Linked DNA regions of Mus musculus: all the other regions are linked to region 1. Evidence: chromatin contacts called from public Hi-C and promoter capture Hi-C data. All regions are on one chromosome and are shown on one strand. Each heading gives the region's core, a stretch centred on a gene start, on an enhancer-like site or on the middle of the called end of the contact. The rest is flanking DNA. Distances are from core to core; before and after follow the strand shown. Region 1 holds the start of Fbf1 (Fas (TNFRSF6) binding factor 1). Region 2 overlaps Tmem104 (transmembrane protein 104). Region 3 holds the start of Gga3 (golgi associated, gamma adaptin ear containing, ARF binding protein 3).

The links. Promoter capture Hi-C pulls out the DNA fragments that hold promoters and counts their contacts. Hi-C and Micro-C count contacts between places; a contact is called where the count stands out from the background.
Region 2: a contact with region 1 is called in a Hi-C map of the G1E-ER4 cell line, with 17 times the contacts expected there. The contact joins the enhancer-like site here to the promoter of Fbf1 in region 1. A contact is called at or near these places in 2 of 39 promoter capture datasets (both in embryonic stem cells), 15 of 484 Hi-C or Micro-C datasets (the G1E-ER4 cell line, the N1E-115 cell line, embryonic stem cells and 7 more), 7 of 115 datasets of contacts at active chromatin or transcription factors (bone marrow-derived macrophages, embryonic basal ganglia, embryonic stem cells and 1 more) and 1 of 9 other capture datasets (embryonic stem cells).
Region 3: a promoter capture Hi-C map of hippocampal neurons shows a contact between it and region 1, with 2.3 times the contacts expected there. The contact joins the promoter of Gga3 here to the promoter of Fbf1 in region 1.

Annotation. Positions count from the first base shown.
Region 1 is chr11:116,165,898-116,170,706 of GRCm38.p6, forward strand. Fbf1 (Fas (TNFRSF6) binding factor 1) reads right to left here and starts at 2,281. Exons shown (of 31, transcript NM_172571.3): 1 at 1,655-2,281; 2 at 1,236-1,331; 3 at 1-15.
Region 2 is chr11:115,217,286-115,222,094 of GRCm38.p6, forward strand. The region is part of intron 8 of Tmem104 (transmembrane protein 104); the gene reads left to right. Among named protein-coding and RNA genes, the nearest start is that of Tmem104, 32 kb to the left of the region's middle. Within about 2 kb of position 2,601, at least 90 of the 459 cell types and tissues checked have an H3K27ac peak or open chromatin away from gene starts, as enhancers often do. A contact at or near this core is called in the G1E-ER4 cell line, the N1E-115 cell line and bone marrow-derived macrophages, where this site is marked.
Region 3 is chr11:115,601,826-115,606,634 of GRCm38.p6, forward strand. It overlaps Gga3 (golgi associated, gamma adaptin ear containing, ARF binding protein 3), which reads right to left and starts at 2,091. Exons shown (of 17, transcript NM_173048.3): 1 at 2,003-2,091. The coding sequence starts at 2,042. It overlaps Mrps7 (mitchondrial ribosomal protein S7), which reads left to right and starts at 2,315. Exons shown (of 5, transcript NM_025305.3): 1 at 2,315-2,418; 2 at 2,896-3,087; 3 at 3,198-3,261; 4 at 4,145-4,312. The coding sequence starts at 2,336.

The DNA of each region.
Region 1 (4,809 bases), core at 1,031-3,530:
GCAAGCTCATCTTCCCTAATAGAGAAAATAAAAGAAACTGCTTAAAAGATGGAAGCTGGAGCGATGGCCGGCTTAGGAGCCAAGAGCCCAAACTGGTTTTGCAGAGGACCTGAGTTGGGTTTCCAGCACTGTGTTGGGTAGATCACAAGCCCCCCAGCACCCCAGGTCCAGGGGGATCCAAGCCTCTAGCACCCATGGGCATCTGCACCCACATGCACACACACATTCATAGAATTAAAAACAAAATCTGGACACAGCATAATGCTGAAATACCAGGACTTGGGAAGAGGTTAAAAAAAAATCCCGAATCTCAAGGCTATCCTCAGCTACATAGCAAATTCAGGGCCAACCTGGGCTACGCAAGTCTCAAAAATAAATAAATACACATAAATAAAAGGTAGAATTCAGCATTTCCCAGTGCTTGGCTCCAAGGCTCTTAAGAATCCTTCACTTAAGAGATCAAAACCCAGCAGGGTAGCAGTGGTTCATGCCTTTAATCATAGCACGCAGGAGGTAGAGGCAGGCAGATCTCAGAGCGTGAAGCCAGCCTGGTTTACAGCGCAAGTTCCAGGACAGCCAGGAATTGGTCAAACCTATTTCTATAATCCCAGAATTCCTGAATTGAATGCCATTCAGTGAGTAAAGGTGCTATTGCCAGCAGGCCTGCCTATCTGAGTTGGATAGCCCAGGACACGCATTATGGAGGTAGAGAATTGACTCCTGCAAGTCTTCCTTTTACCTCCATGTGCGTGTGTGCTCCACTACGCCAGATGAGTAAGTAAAGTTCAAAAAGAATTCCTGAGGTGGGTATGATCATACACACTTAGCGGCAACCCTAGAACTTGGCAGGAAAATCACAAGTTCTAGGCCAACCTGAGGTATGTAATAGAAAAAGCAGTCTGGAGGTGGTAGCACTTAGGAGGCAGAGGCAAGTGGATTTCTGGGTTTGAGGCCAGCCTGGTCTACAGAGTGACTGCTAGGACAGCCAGAGCTACACCGAAAAACCCTGACAAACAAATCAAAAGAGACAGAGATGAGTATTTGAGCTGGACTGGATCCCCAGTACCCATAGGGGCTTACAAACTGTCACTCCCATCGGGGACAGATGAATGGATCGATGTGTTTTTTGATTGCCCAGACATGCATGTGGTGCACAGACAGACACACAGACAAAACACCCATACGCATAAAATTAAAATTTTAAAAAGAAGAAAAAGTTAGGCAGTGCTTCATACCTGCAATCCCAGCACTTGGGAGGCTGAAGCAGGATTGCTGAGTTAGGGGCCAGCTTGAATGATATATATAGTGAATTCTTGGGCTAGGGTAAGCTCCTGCCGCAAGAAACAGATTGGGGGAGGGGTGGGAGGGAGAGAGAATACATGAGGATTCCTTATTCACTTATCGGCCTTTCCTTGGCTTGGAGAGTATTTTAAAAGTAGACCATATCCTTTACCCTGGAAGTGGTGACAAGTGGAGCCATTTGGAAAGAGAAACCACATCCGGACTCAAATCCCTTGCCAGGAAACTCTCTATAGGCTGCATCTAGCACAAAGCCTGACAGTGAGTTCACATATGATAAACATTTCATACAGGGAACAGAATTTCTCAGCATTTCCTACCTCCTCTTTGTCTCTTACACTTCACCCAAACCCACCTTCACGTGCCTAGGAAGAAAGGCAGCTGGGGCGCTCATCTGTCTTCTCGGTGTGCCTAGTCTCTTATTAAAATGCAAAGTGTATCTGGGGTTGTGGACACAGGGGAATGCTTGTGTTTCTCCTGTGCAATGGCAACTTTAGCGATCTACAAGTCCAAACGCGTTTTCGCTCATATCACATCAAAGAATTTCTGCTATCTCCTATGCATTCCGTCGCAGCTTCCCAGACAGGGCCGGGGGTACATTTTCTAGGGGCAGCTTGTAATGGCCAAAGTGTTCCAGAATATTGTCACGTCTTCACATATTCAACCAACTCCATGAAGGCATTTTAAAATCCGCGAGCCCGCCCCTCAGCCACAGCGGGTCCCGGAGTGTAGCGCCAGGCCAGGCATTGTGCCTCTCAATGTTCCATCCCCCGCGCGCCCATCCCGTCTGAATCCAGACACAGCCGAGCTTCTCCCTAGTCCCTAGGGGCCCTGTTAAGAGCTGTCCTTTCAGAAACAAGGCCACGGAAACCAAGCCCAACCAGATCCCAGGGTTCCGACTCCACTCAGTGCGCTCCGTTCGGCCAGGCCTACCACCTCTCCGCCGGCGACAGTCCCACCTCGCAGCCTCTGGCCTCAAATAGACGGTGGCGTGGAGGATTCTAGGAACTGTAGTCCGTCGCCCGTTCACTAGCGGGCCGAACCACAGGACTTGACCGGAAGGACTACATCTCCCAGCGTGCCCCGCAGCGGGGGCAAGGCGTCTGTTGGATGCTCCGCGAGTTGCTAGGAGCTGTCTCAACGTCACTCCCGTGAAGCGCGGGGAAAGCATCTCCCGACTAGGTGCAAGGGAGTTCCTCAAGTTCGGAGGGCTAATTGGTGACCATGATCTTCTTCTTGATCAATCATAAGGTCAAAGCTGCTCTGTCAGAAGACCCAAAACTATCAACAAAGGCACACAGTGGACATGCCACGCCCAGAATCATAGCGTTTGAAACCTAGGCTAGACCTAGATTGTCAATTTCCTAGGTCAAAACTGGCTGTTGAGACCAGCTACATAATAGTGTCTCGGAATTAACACAACACACTTTCTTAGGTGCAATCCAAAGAAGGAGTAAATAAATCTCTAGCCAGAGGCAAGGTGGTGCTCTGCCAACACAGATGCTCCAACTCTCTACAAATTTAATTTTAAAAAATTGTTTTATATGTGCTGATGTTTAGATCGAGTCCACCCTCCATTGTACTATTGTACCTGCTCCAAATCTTCCCATAGCTGTTTCCTCCCCAACTTCATGTGTTCTTATAGAAAAGAACTTAGTGCCTTGAACCCAAGACTACCAGCCCAGGGATGGCACCACTCACCATGGGCTAGGCCCTCCCCCATTGATCACTAATTGAGAAAATGCTTTACAGCTGGATCTCATGAAGGCAATTACTCATCTGATGCTTTTTCCTCTCTGATGACTCTAGGGTGTGTCAGGTTATACACAAAATCAGCTAATACACCTGTCTTACAAGGAAAGAGAGGAGAAGGAAGAAGGAAGAGGAGGAAGAAGAGAAGGAAGAGGAGGAGGAAGAGAAGAAGGAAGAAGAGGAGGAGAAGGAAGAGGAGGAGGAGGACAAGGAGGGGGAGGAGGAGGGAGAGGAGGGGGAGGAAGAAGAGGAGGAGGAAGAGGAGGGGGAGAAAGGAGGAGGAGGAGGGGAAGGAAGAGGAGGAGGAGGAGAGGGGAGGAAGAGGAGGAAGAGGAGGAAGGGGGAGGAAGAGGAGGAGGAGGAGGTGGAAGAGGAGGGGAGGGAGAATCTTGTATACAGTTTGTAGGAGGGAAATGGAACAGACTCAGGAGAAAGCAACCATACCACGGATGATGTCGGCCGGAAGCTAATCAAGCAGTGCTGCCTAAAAGGGACACAGGTTCTCTCAGGGACACCACATAAAAGGGACACAGGTTCTCTCAGGGACATAACATAAGAGGGACACAGGTTCTCTCAGGGATATCACATAAAAGGGACACAGGTTCTCTCAGGGACATCACATAAGAGGGACACAGGTTCTCTCAGGGACACCACATAAAAGGGACACAGGTTCTCTCAGGGACATCACATAAAAGGGACACAGGTTCTCTCAGGGACATCACATAAGAGGGACACAGGTTCTCTCAGGGACACCACAGACCAAGCACAGGAGTGTCTTGGGAATGATAACTCACACTCTTTTTTTTTTTTTTTTTTTTTTAAAGATTTATTTATTATTATATGTAAGTACACTGTAGCTGTCTTCAGACACTCCAGAAGAGGGAGTCAGATCTTGTTACGGATGGTTGTGAGCCACCATGTGGTTGCTGGGATTTGAACTCTGGACCTTTGGAAGAGCAGTCGGGTGCTCTTACCCACTGAGCCATCTCACCAGCCCCAACTCACACTCTTTAGGAAGAAAAAGTCAAATTCCCACAAACTGAATCCTCAATCCTTCAAGGCCCTGGCCCCAGCCTCAGACTAGACCTCAAGTCTGCCCCTGGGCAAGGACACAGAACTAGCAATCCTTTTTTCCTTTCATGGGGCCTCTGGGAAGCCTTCCTTACAGGTTAGATGATTAGTTAAGATAGAGCTCGAATGAGACCTCCAAACTGTAACAGGGCCCCAGACTTAATAGGCCCCAAAACTGACTCCATGATGGAAGTACCATTCAGGCTATAACATTCAGTGAGCAGACAGCACCACCTGTCAACACTAAAACCAAGACCTAATCCATCAAAGTCCATAGTTCTGAGAAAGTCTCAATGTACTAACCTTGCCTTTTGGATTCTGTAGTAGTTCCCCTTCTGACTTCTTTTTTTTTTTTAAGATTTATTTATTTATTTATTTATTTATTTAATGTAAGTACACTGTAGCTGTCTGACAGTACAGAAGAGGGCATCAGATCTCATTACGGGTGATTGTGAGCCACCATGTGGTTGCTGGGATTTGAACTTTGGACCTTCGGAAGAACAGTCGGGTGCTCTTACTCACTGAGCCATCTCACCAGCCCCTGACTGTTCTTAACTGAAGTATGTCAACCCAGAACATTGTTTTTGTGTTTAAAAGCTCATTCTGAGAAAGGCTGAGGGCTACACTGGGATCCCAAACACCCAGTGTAGTTGCCAGCCAGCTAATAAGGACTTCCTATTGGCTTAA
Region 2 (4,809 bases), core at 1,351-3,850, 950 kb before region 1:
ATCCTTAGCAGCTACCTTTGAATAGCCAACGAACCCAACTCCATATCTACTGCTGGCTCCTCTTTTCCCCAAGAGACGGCATCCTCTGGTTCTCACTACCGGGACAGAGACTTCCTTAGCAGGGCCCAAAGCATCTTTGGGGGAACAATTAAAAGCCATCCACATGTTTGGAAGTTGCAGGTCCCATTCGTGCTCCCCTGCCAGCCCCCCTTTGCCCCTGACCTGGTGACAGGGAGCTAAGAGCACAGCTGCCTCCAGAGTCAGCTCTGTTCCTCCAGGCAGAGCCCTCGGCCTCCGCTGCCCCAGCCGACTGTGCATATGTATGCATGCCCGTTTGTGTACGCCTGTTCGTGCATGCCATATCTCCCCACGTAACCTCGCAGAGCCTTCCTAGTTCCATCTGTTTACCTGGGCCTGATGTTGCTGGATCCCACCTCACTCTGTCTCGCTTGAGAGGAGACAGCCATCCATTAAAAACCCCCGATGACTTATAGTCATTAAGTGAATGACTGTGTGGGTTTTCCACAATATTTATCTCTTCCCCCAAACCACAAAGGTTGTAGCTCTGGCATCTGATTCTTGGAACTCCGCCCACCACTGGGAGCCATCTGGCCTGTCAGCTGAGAAAGACCACACAGGCGTGCAGGCATGTCCCCAAATGCCAGGACCAGAGAAAAAATGGCTGTGCCAGGCTAAGAGCATCCCACCTGCCCAGTCCTCCCTGAAGGGAACCAGGTCTGAGGAGAGGAGAGAGGGGCAGTTGAAGAAGTGGCCCTTGTGGGAGGCACTTGAGTGCTCTAAGCAGGAAATAGGCTTTGGATACAGGTGACCTGGGCTCTAATCCCAGCTACAGCTAAGTAATTGAGATTTTGGACAAAGCCTTTAATCCCTCTCAACACCTGTTTTCTGAAGTGGAAACAGTAGCCAGGATTAGAAAGAGGTCCCACCTGGGTGGCCTCCAAAGCTCTGCTTCACCTGCCAGCTCTCAGAGCCCTTCCTCCCCTCCTGCAAGCCCGAGCTCCTCCAGGGGAATAGGCTGTGACCCCACCGGAGTCTCGGCCCTGGGAGTCTCGGCACTGAGAGCTTATCGGAAGCTCTGGACAGAGAGTGACAGCACTCCTCAGAATGGAGCCCCAGAACCACTTCCCTTCTGCAGGCTTCCTAGCCACTGGGGGCGGTACCTGTACCAAGTGTTGTGCCTTGTCCTGGTTTCAATGGCAAGACCAGGTGGGCAGGTGACATAGCATTGAGTCAGCTGCCAGGGGCTGTGGACTGTGTTCTGGGCAGACTTGGGGGGAGATGGCATGTGGAATTTGCAGACCATCAGCTTGGTGTTGCAGGGGCCCCTCTCAGTGCCCTCTCAGGTTGTCTGGGGTGAGTTTCGTCCTCTTTCCCACTTTCTCCCTCATACAGAGGCCAGAGAGAGTTGGACCTGTCCTGTCCATAGGGAAACTTCCAGAAGCACCTGGGAAGCAGTTCTTAGGGTCACTTTTGAATGTTTGTCTTCGCCTCAGGTCCCTTATCAGTTGTTCTGCCCCATTCCTTGCAGTTTGTTTTTATTATTTTAGTTGTGTGTCTGTGTATGTGCACATGTGCGCAAGTGCCCATGGAGGCCGGAGGTATCGGATACCCCGGAGCTGGGGTTAACGGTGGCTGCCTGTCTAATTTGCATCCGAGGGCCTCAGCAAAGGCCCACCCCAAGGCTAAAGTCAGGGAGGTCAGCACTTCCCCTAAGTAGGGGCTGGAAGGTGGTCAGGAAGATGACTTGGAAAGTGAACTGTATGGGTTCCTCCTCCTGTTTATTTACTGTTGTCTATCAGAAGGGAAACTGGCCAGGGTGGGGTGGCTCAGCAGGCCCAAGCACTTACTACAGAAGGCTGCAACCTGAGCTTGGTCCCCAGAACCCAGGTAAAGGAAGAAGGAAAGAACTAATTCCACGGTTTTACCCTCTGACCTCCACACCTGTGCCACGGCACCAAAGCAAATAAACAAGAACTAAGTAAATCATTGCAGTGGTGAGCGTCGGGCTGGGGAAATCTGTCAGGAGTTAAGAGCCTGTACTGTCCTTACAGAGGATCTGAGTTTAATTCCGGCACTCAGGTCAGGTGACTCACAACCACTCTCCAAGCCAGAGCGGGCTGAACATTGCAGCAACAGGGGAGGTTTTCTGCCAAAGGGTGTGGCAACACGAAAGCAAGATTGGACTCCTGGTGCACAGGATGCACACAATGCCCATTTCCTGTTTGGAATGGCCTGGGCGTCAGCTGCTCCTTGTCATCAGTCCATTCTGCATGCATCCTTCTCGACGCTGGCTAGGCTAGGGCAGGGTAGAAGCAGGCATTGAGACATAACCTCCGTCAAGTGTTGTGTTCTGCCAAGTGTTAGATAAATGCCAGTCACTGCTAGGGTGGAGTCAGTGTACTGAAAGAGGTGCCCCAACCTCCTCCACCTGCCTCATTTCCCCTGTACCACGGACACTGGTCCGTTAGGAAGAACTTACAGCGTTTCTAGGGTGTTTGGTCCAGTTAGTGCTGAGCCCTGTCCTGCCAGGGGTGGTTTCTTCTTCCTGTCCTCTAGCTCCGCCTACCCACCACTGGGCTGATCCATATCAAGGTCACAGTTTATCCTCTGTCCCCAGGTCACTTCTGGTTTGGTATGAACAAGCCCTCCTCTCCACGACGTAATAACTCTTGTCCTAGAATTTTGGCAAACGCATCATGACAGCAGTTGACCGGGCTTGGCGCACGTGCATTGTTGACACAGTTTCCAGTATAGCATCCTCTCCTTCCCTGACTGTCATCTTCTGCATGGTGGGTGGTCTTCTCCTGTGTGATCAGAAGCACCTGAACTCTCATGAGTATTTGGGCCATTGTTAAGCTCACATGGGCAATAAAAATAAAATATCATATGGCAAGGGGTGGTGTATGTAGCTATAGTCCTAGCTACTCAAGAGGCCAAAGCAGGAAGGTCATTTACACGGAGGAGGGACATAGCAAGACTCCATCTCAGAGAAAGAAAAATGAAGTGTTGACAGAGCGTTCTTTGCATGCAGTAGGTCTTGGTAGTACCATGGTTCTGTACTTGGGATGTTTGGAGAATGGATGTGTACCAGTTAGGGTTACTCTTGCTATAATGCAACACCATGACCAAGGTAGCTTTGTTATAGAACTCAGGACCACCAGTCCAGGGGCGGCACCACACATAATGGGCTGGAGCCTCCCATATCAATCACTAAGAAAATGCCCTACAGCTGAATCTTAGGGAGGCATTTATTTTCTCAATTGAAGTTCCCTCCTTTCAGATAACTCGAGCATGTGTCAAGTTGACATAAAACTACCCAGCACAGTTGACCTTTGTCAACTCAGCACACAAGCACATCACCGATAAGCCTTAACCCTTCCTTTCTTATTCTTCCCCAAGATGAATATCACATTATAAACATTCCAAATTCTAAAAGTTCCACAGTCTTTAAATTTTTAAATACTTAAAAATTCAGCTTCCTTAAAATCCAAAGTCTCTCAGTGTGAGCTCCTGTCAAACCCTTTCTTACTGAAGAGGGAAGAAGCAGGGCACAGTCGCAGTCTGAACACGGCAAACCCAAGCTCCATCAGGTAAACAGTGTAACGCCAGTGTCTGGGATCCCCTCGGGTCTTCTGGGCTCCTCCAGTGGCTTGGGTCACCTCGGCTCTTCCCCCTGCAGCACACACAGCCGCTCCTCTAGGCTCAGGCTGTCTCCACGCCACCGCTGCTGTTTTTGGTGGTCATCCCATGACACTGGCATCTCCACAGTGCTGGAGTCTCTGCTGCAACTGGGCTGCTCCTTCATCATGAGCTTCTCCTGGGCTCTATTCAGAGACTCCAGCCCTGTCACACAGTGCCAAGCCTCAGCTGCTCTCCATGACCCCTTCCTGCCTTCAAAACCAGTACCACCTGGGTTACCAAGTTAAGTTGCCAGCACAAAGAACAGCCAGCCTTGGCTGCCTCTGGACCACAGCTTCTGTGTGCTGACCCTGAGGAAACACTTCCCAGAAGCCTTTTCATCAGTGATGCTGGTCTCTTCTTAACCACAGCTGACTCTTCAGCCCCAGCAGACCAGACACCCACAGACTCGTCACACAGTCTTTGCTTCTCTCTGAAACTTCACAAGCCAGGCCTCCTTCATCTGCAACTTTCTCAACATTATTGTCTCCAAAGCTCCTACAGAACAGCTTACCAAGCTTTGAACAACTCAATGGCATTTTTTGCCTAAAGTTTCAAAGTCTTTCCACAGTCTTCCCAAAACAACCTGCTCAGGTCTGTCACAGCATTACCACACTATCCTGGTACCACCTTCTGCCCTAGTCAGGGTTACTCCTGCTCTGATGAAGCACCTTGACCAGGGCGATTTGGGGAGGGAAGGGTTTATTTCAATTTACACATCCAGTTAAAGGTCCATCGCTTAGGGGAGACAGGGCAGGAACCTGGAGGCAGGAGCTGTGCAGAGGCCATAGAGGGGTGCTCCCCCATGGCTTTCGGAGGCTGCTTATAGGATGGCCCCACCCACAGTGAGCTGGGCTCTCCCCCATCAATCAGTCATTGAGTAAATGCCCTGTATATGATGTATTTTGAGAAGCTGAGTGACCCCCACAAAGCTGGCTCAACAAGGACACTGTCTGATCCCTACCCCATCCCAGCAATGTGAACTCATTTGTGCCCACCTGCCTGTGGTAGATGAAGCCCCAGAAGTTGCGATCCCGTTAGGCAAATAAATGTTCACAACCACTTGAGAAATAAAAATAGAATCCTTGCGCATTTCTTCCCTACGTGTCA
Region 3 (4,809 bases), core at 841-3,340, 560 kb before region 1:
CAGGCTAGCTTTGAACTTACAGAGATCTGCCTGCCTGTTTTCCGAGTGCTGGGATTAAAGGTGTGCACTACTATGCCTGGCTAAAATAGACTCACTACTTGCTAAACACTAGCTGAATGTGCCAAGCGGGCCTCGAGAGAGAGCTGAAGTCATCAAGAGATGGTTTGTAAGGAAGGATATTCTGAGATAGGTTTGAAGCACATAACTAAGCAAGGGATAAGAGGGCTTCAGGGTTAATGAGAACAGTGTGTGCTGGTGGGAAAAGCATCACCAGGCCATCAAAGGAAAAGGCAGGTAATGGCCAGAGACAGACTGGGAGGAGGGTAGTGGGGTGGCAGCCCTGGAATGGTGGTAAGCTATAACTGCTCTCTTGGGAACAGCATGCAGAGTGGACCAAGGAGAGGCTGCTGCAGTAATTCAGGCAAACCGGAGGTGACAAGGACCTTCACAAAGATGGCACTGACTGGTTCAACGGACTGGTATAAGTCACACTGTCTAGTCAGACGGTGAAATCCCAGCAGTTCTAGATAGAGCAGAAAGAGCAGGCGTTTAAGGCCAGCCTTGGCGTCCTGAGACTCTGTCTCACAAAGACAAAACACCTAAGTCAACCCTGCTTAGCGCAGCTTAGGTCATTTATACTACTCCATTTTTCCTGTTACCGTCTGTGTGGTGAATCAATTCTGCTCTGGCTATTACCCAGTCACACGGTTCCAGGAAAACGGTCTGAGTGGAGGCAGAATGTCCTCTTTGAATTGTGGCCACAGAACCTGTTTCATTAAGTGAGATACTGGGTCTACAATTCCAATTATTTTCATCTTTCAAGAAGGGGAGCTGGGCGTGGTGGTGCACACCTTTAATCCTAGCACTGGGGAGGCAGGGGCAGGAGGATCTCAGTGAGTTCGAGGCCAGCCTGGTCTATACACAGCTGACTGGACACTGGGATCCTTGGGTAAATGATTTTAGCCAATGCCTGTAATCCAGCACTGTACACTCCCCAGAGAACTGTCACATATAGGGAGATGGCTCTATGCCCTGCCCGCAAACATCAGACACTGCAACTGTGATCTTACTTTTCTTTTGGGATGTAGCTTCCCTTAAAGCTAATTTCAATCTCCTGAACAGTAGTTCTTAAGGAAGGCCATGCCTCTAGGAACAACACTCAAGACATCAAAGAGACAACTGTATTCCGTAAAGGATTTCCAGCTCAGGGCTCTACAAAGACGTCTTACCTGATTCGTCTCCATTTCAGAGGCTCTCCCGGGGCTAGCCCTTAGTAAAGTTAATTTATTGACCCTTGATAAGGCGTGATTAACCAGCCTTATTAACCCTTACTAAATAACCTGGATGAACTGTCCGCTAACGTTAAACCTTATTCCTTTGGAGCAATGTACAAATTAGTAAAGATAGCAACACGTCGATATAGCAGCAGTCATTGTTTTTTGAGTTACTCAAGAGCGGGTTATCTCGTTAAAATGAGTGCGTGCATATATGTGTGTGTGTGTGCGCGCATGTGTGTTCCTTCAGTACATATTTAGCACGCTTCGTGGTATATTGTTCCCTGTAGTCGCGCTTTGGAAATGAATTCTCACTTCCAGCATCCTCACTGAGGATGGTCCCACTCTGGAAGCTGCCAGCTGTGTTGTGTGTGCGGCGTGGCACCGCTCAACCCTCCCCGAGGGACCTGTCCAATGCCCGGTCCCAGAGCACAGGCTGGGTGCAGCCCCACCTCAACCTCCCCACGACGCCCGCCTGTCAGCCCAAGGCGCCCGGGTGTCGCTTTCCGGGCCTGCAGGATCTCGCGCTGCAGGTGTCACCCGCGGGAGCCTGAGGACGCGCGGCGGGGAAGGGCCGCTGCTCGCAAGGGGTGTGAGCGCCGGATGCTCGCCGCGAGGCGACGCCGGGTGTGGACTGCCGCGGGCCGCCGCGGCGGAGGGGATGGCGCAGGGAGGGAGGAGGCAGGCCCGTGGTTGGAGGTCAGGTAGAGGCGGCCCCGGATACTCACTCAGCCAGGACTCCAGGCTCTCCCCTTCCGCCTCCGCCATATTGCAGCCGCCCGGTCCGGCCCTGCGCCCTCAAGCCTCGCGAGGTTCTGCGCGAGCAGGGCGGGGGCGGGGCCCGCATGGGGGCCTGAGCGCGCCGAGGGCTGCGGTCCACGGGCGCGCCGGACCGCGTCGGAGGCCGCGAGGGCGAGGATGTGTCTTCGCTTCTTCCTCAGAGGGAACCTCTGAAGGGAAACCCACGCCCGAGGAAAGTGCGCAGGCTCTCATCCGTGTCCTGTCGCTCACTCACGCAGGCGCGCTGTGGGCAGCCCTCCGAGGTCCTGACAGCGGCCAAGATGGCTGCCCCCGCGCTGCGCGCTCCGCTTCGCTGGTCCGGGCTGGCCCTGGGAGTGAGGTGCGCCGTCTGGAACCTTCCAGGGTGAGAAGGCAGCGCGTAGCCGGGACCGCCGCTCGGACCTTCACGGGAGGACCTGGGGAAAGGAAAGAAGCCGCAGGCGAGCTGCGCTGAGTTCTGGCGCGGGAGGGCACTAACTCGGGGCGCCGAGATGGCTGACTCCAGCCATTAAACGGGCCGGTTTGGGGGCTTAGTACCCTGTCCTATGCCTGACAGGCCGGGATGACCTAGATCGGTTCTACCCGGAGCCGAGAGTGCGGCCCTGCTAGAGATCGGAGAACTGGCTTGCGACGGAACAGTGGCCAGTTTCGGGGTGGGGGCTGCCTACCTCTTGGGACAAGGGTCAGAACTGCTGTCAGGTTAGCAGGCGGTCCCAGCGCCACCGTCCCTCGTCAGCGTGATGGCACTTGCGGCTTACTGTTAAGTCAAGCTTGTTCACTTTTGTGGAGTCACAGATTCACCCGTAGGGTTCTGTCTGCTTCCTCCTCGCCCCACTCCCAGGCTCACACAGGTGAGGGGGAGCCGCTATGCCCCCGAATTCCGGGAGCCCTTGATTGACAAGGAATATTACCGCAAGCCGGTGGCGGAACTCACCGAAGAGGAGAAGTATGACCAGGAGCTCAAGAAAACCCAGTTTATCAAAGCTGCGGCCGCGACTGAAACCAGCTCGGTGTTCGCAGACCCGGTCATCAGGTTTGGCGCAAATGCTCCTCTGCTGTGGGCTGGAACTCACCTGGGGCAGTTTTCTGCTGAGGGATCCGGAGTACAGCCCGGGAAAGCTAACCATGTTTTTCTCCTTGAAGCAAATTCACCAACATGATGATGAAGGGAGGCAACAAAGTTCTGGCCCGGTCTCTCATGGCTCAGGTAAGGCCGCTTCTTCCTCTTCAGCTTGTCTTTCTTTTCCCTCAGGCTTGGTGTCTGCGTTTTACACCATGGCTTCAAAACTAGAAAACAGGTTTCTATTCCTGCCATTAAAATTTCCAAGATCTGAGATTGGTGGTGCCCACCTCAAATCCCATCGCTGGAGAAGGCATTTGAATCCAGCACTCGAGAAGCAGAGATAAGTCAGGCCTGCTTGAGCTACAGAGTGAGTTCTGGAACAGAGCTACTTAGTGAGATCCTGTCTTAAAAACAATCAAAACAGAGCCAGAGGTAGGCAGATCTCTGAGTTCCAGACAGCCAGAGCTGTATATTAAGATCCAGTCTTGGGGTGGGGTGGGGGGACAACCTAACAATAAAAGAGGCAGAGTTGGGAAAAGTTTGAGGCCAGGATGGTCAAAAGCTAGTTTCACCCCGGCCAGAGCTACACAGAGTCCCCAGAAGTTTCCCATTCTGTCAACATTAAAAAAAAAAGTTCTTGCCTGGGTGGTGGTAGTTCACACTTTTAATCCCAGCATTTGGGAAGCAGAGGCAGGTGGATCTCTGTGAGTTTGAGGCCAACGTGATCTGCACAGTGAATTCCAGGACAGCCAGGACTACACAGGAAAACCCTGTCTCAAAACAAGAACAAATAATCTCGGCCTGTTCTTGGGGTCATGGTCTAGCAGAGCAGGAGGCACTTAAACTCTGGCTTTCCTGAAAGAGGGTCTCGTGGAACACAGTCTAGCCTGAGCTTGCTGTGCACCTGAGGATAACCTTCACCTCCTGACTCTCCTGCCTCCAGCGCCCCGTGCAGTCATGAGTGTGCAGCACTCCCAGGTGAGCTGGTTAAACTTAGGGCCCGAGCAGCCTCTTCCGTCTCTTGCAGACTCTGGAAGCTGTGAAAAGGAAGCAGTTTGAAAAGTACCGTGCTGCCTCTGCGGAGGAACAGGCCACCATTGAACGGAACCCCTACAGGATCTTCCACGAGGCACTCAAAAACTGTGAGCCTGTGATTGGGTTGGTGCCGATCCTCAAAGGGGGCCATTTCTACCAGGTGAGTGGGGAGCCTGTGTGTGAGACGGGTCGGGGTGGGAGTGTGTGACGGGAGTGCCCAGAGTTAGGCCAAGTATAATAACCCTAGAAATTGGGGACTGTCAGAATCTGCTTGTCTGAGGCCCACCGTGTAAATGCCATAGGTAGAGGACAAAATGTCCAGTGTCCTGTGTAGCCTAAGCTTTGAACTCTTGGTAAAGGACTGTGCTTACCTGCCATTGTCTGGGCTAGTCCTGGACCCATGACCATGCATCATCACTGAACTGAAGTAGTGGTCCCTATCTCAGCGGTTAACTACTTAATATTACTCTATTAGGTCATTTTCCCCTTTAATATCAGCAGCTAAGACCAGGGGATTTTTTTCCCGGTGTCTTTGGTGTGTGGCCTGAAGTGGGTGCCAGGCAAGCGGTTCCTGTACTGCATTCTTAGGCACCTTTGATCTGAAGTAGCTGGCTTGGCTCAGGCAGCAGGATTTTCCCAGTTGCTGCTTATGTCAAC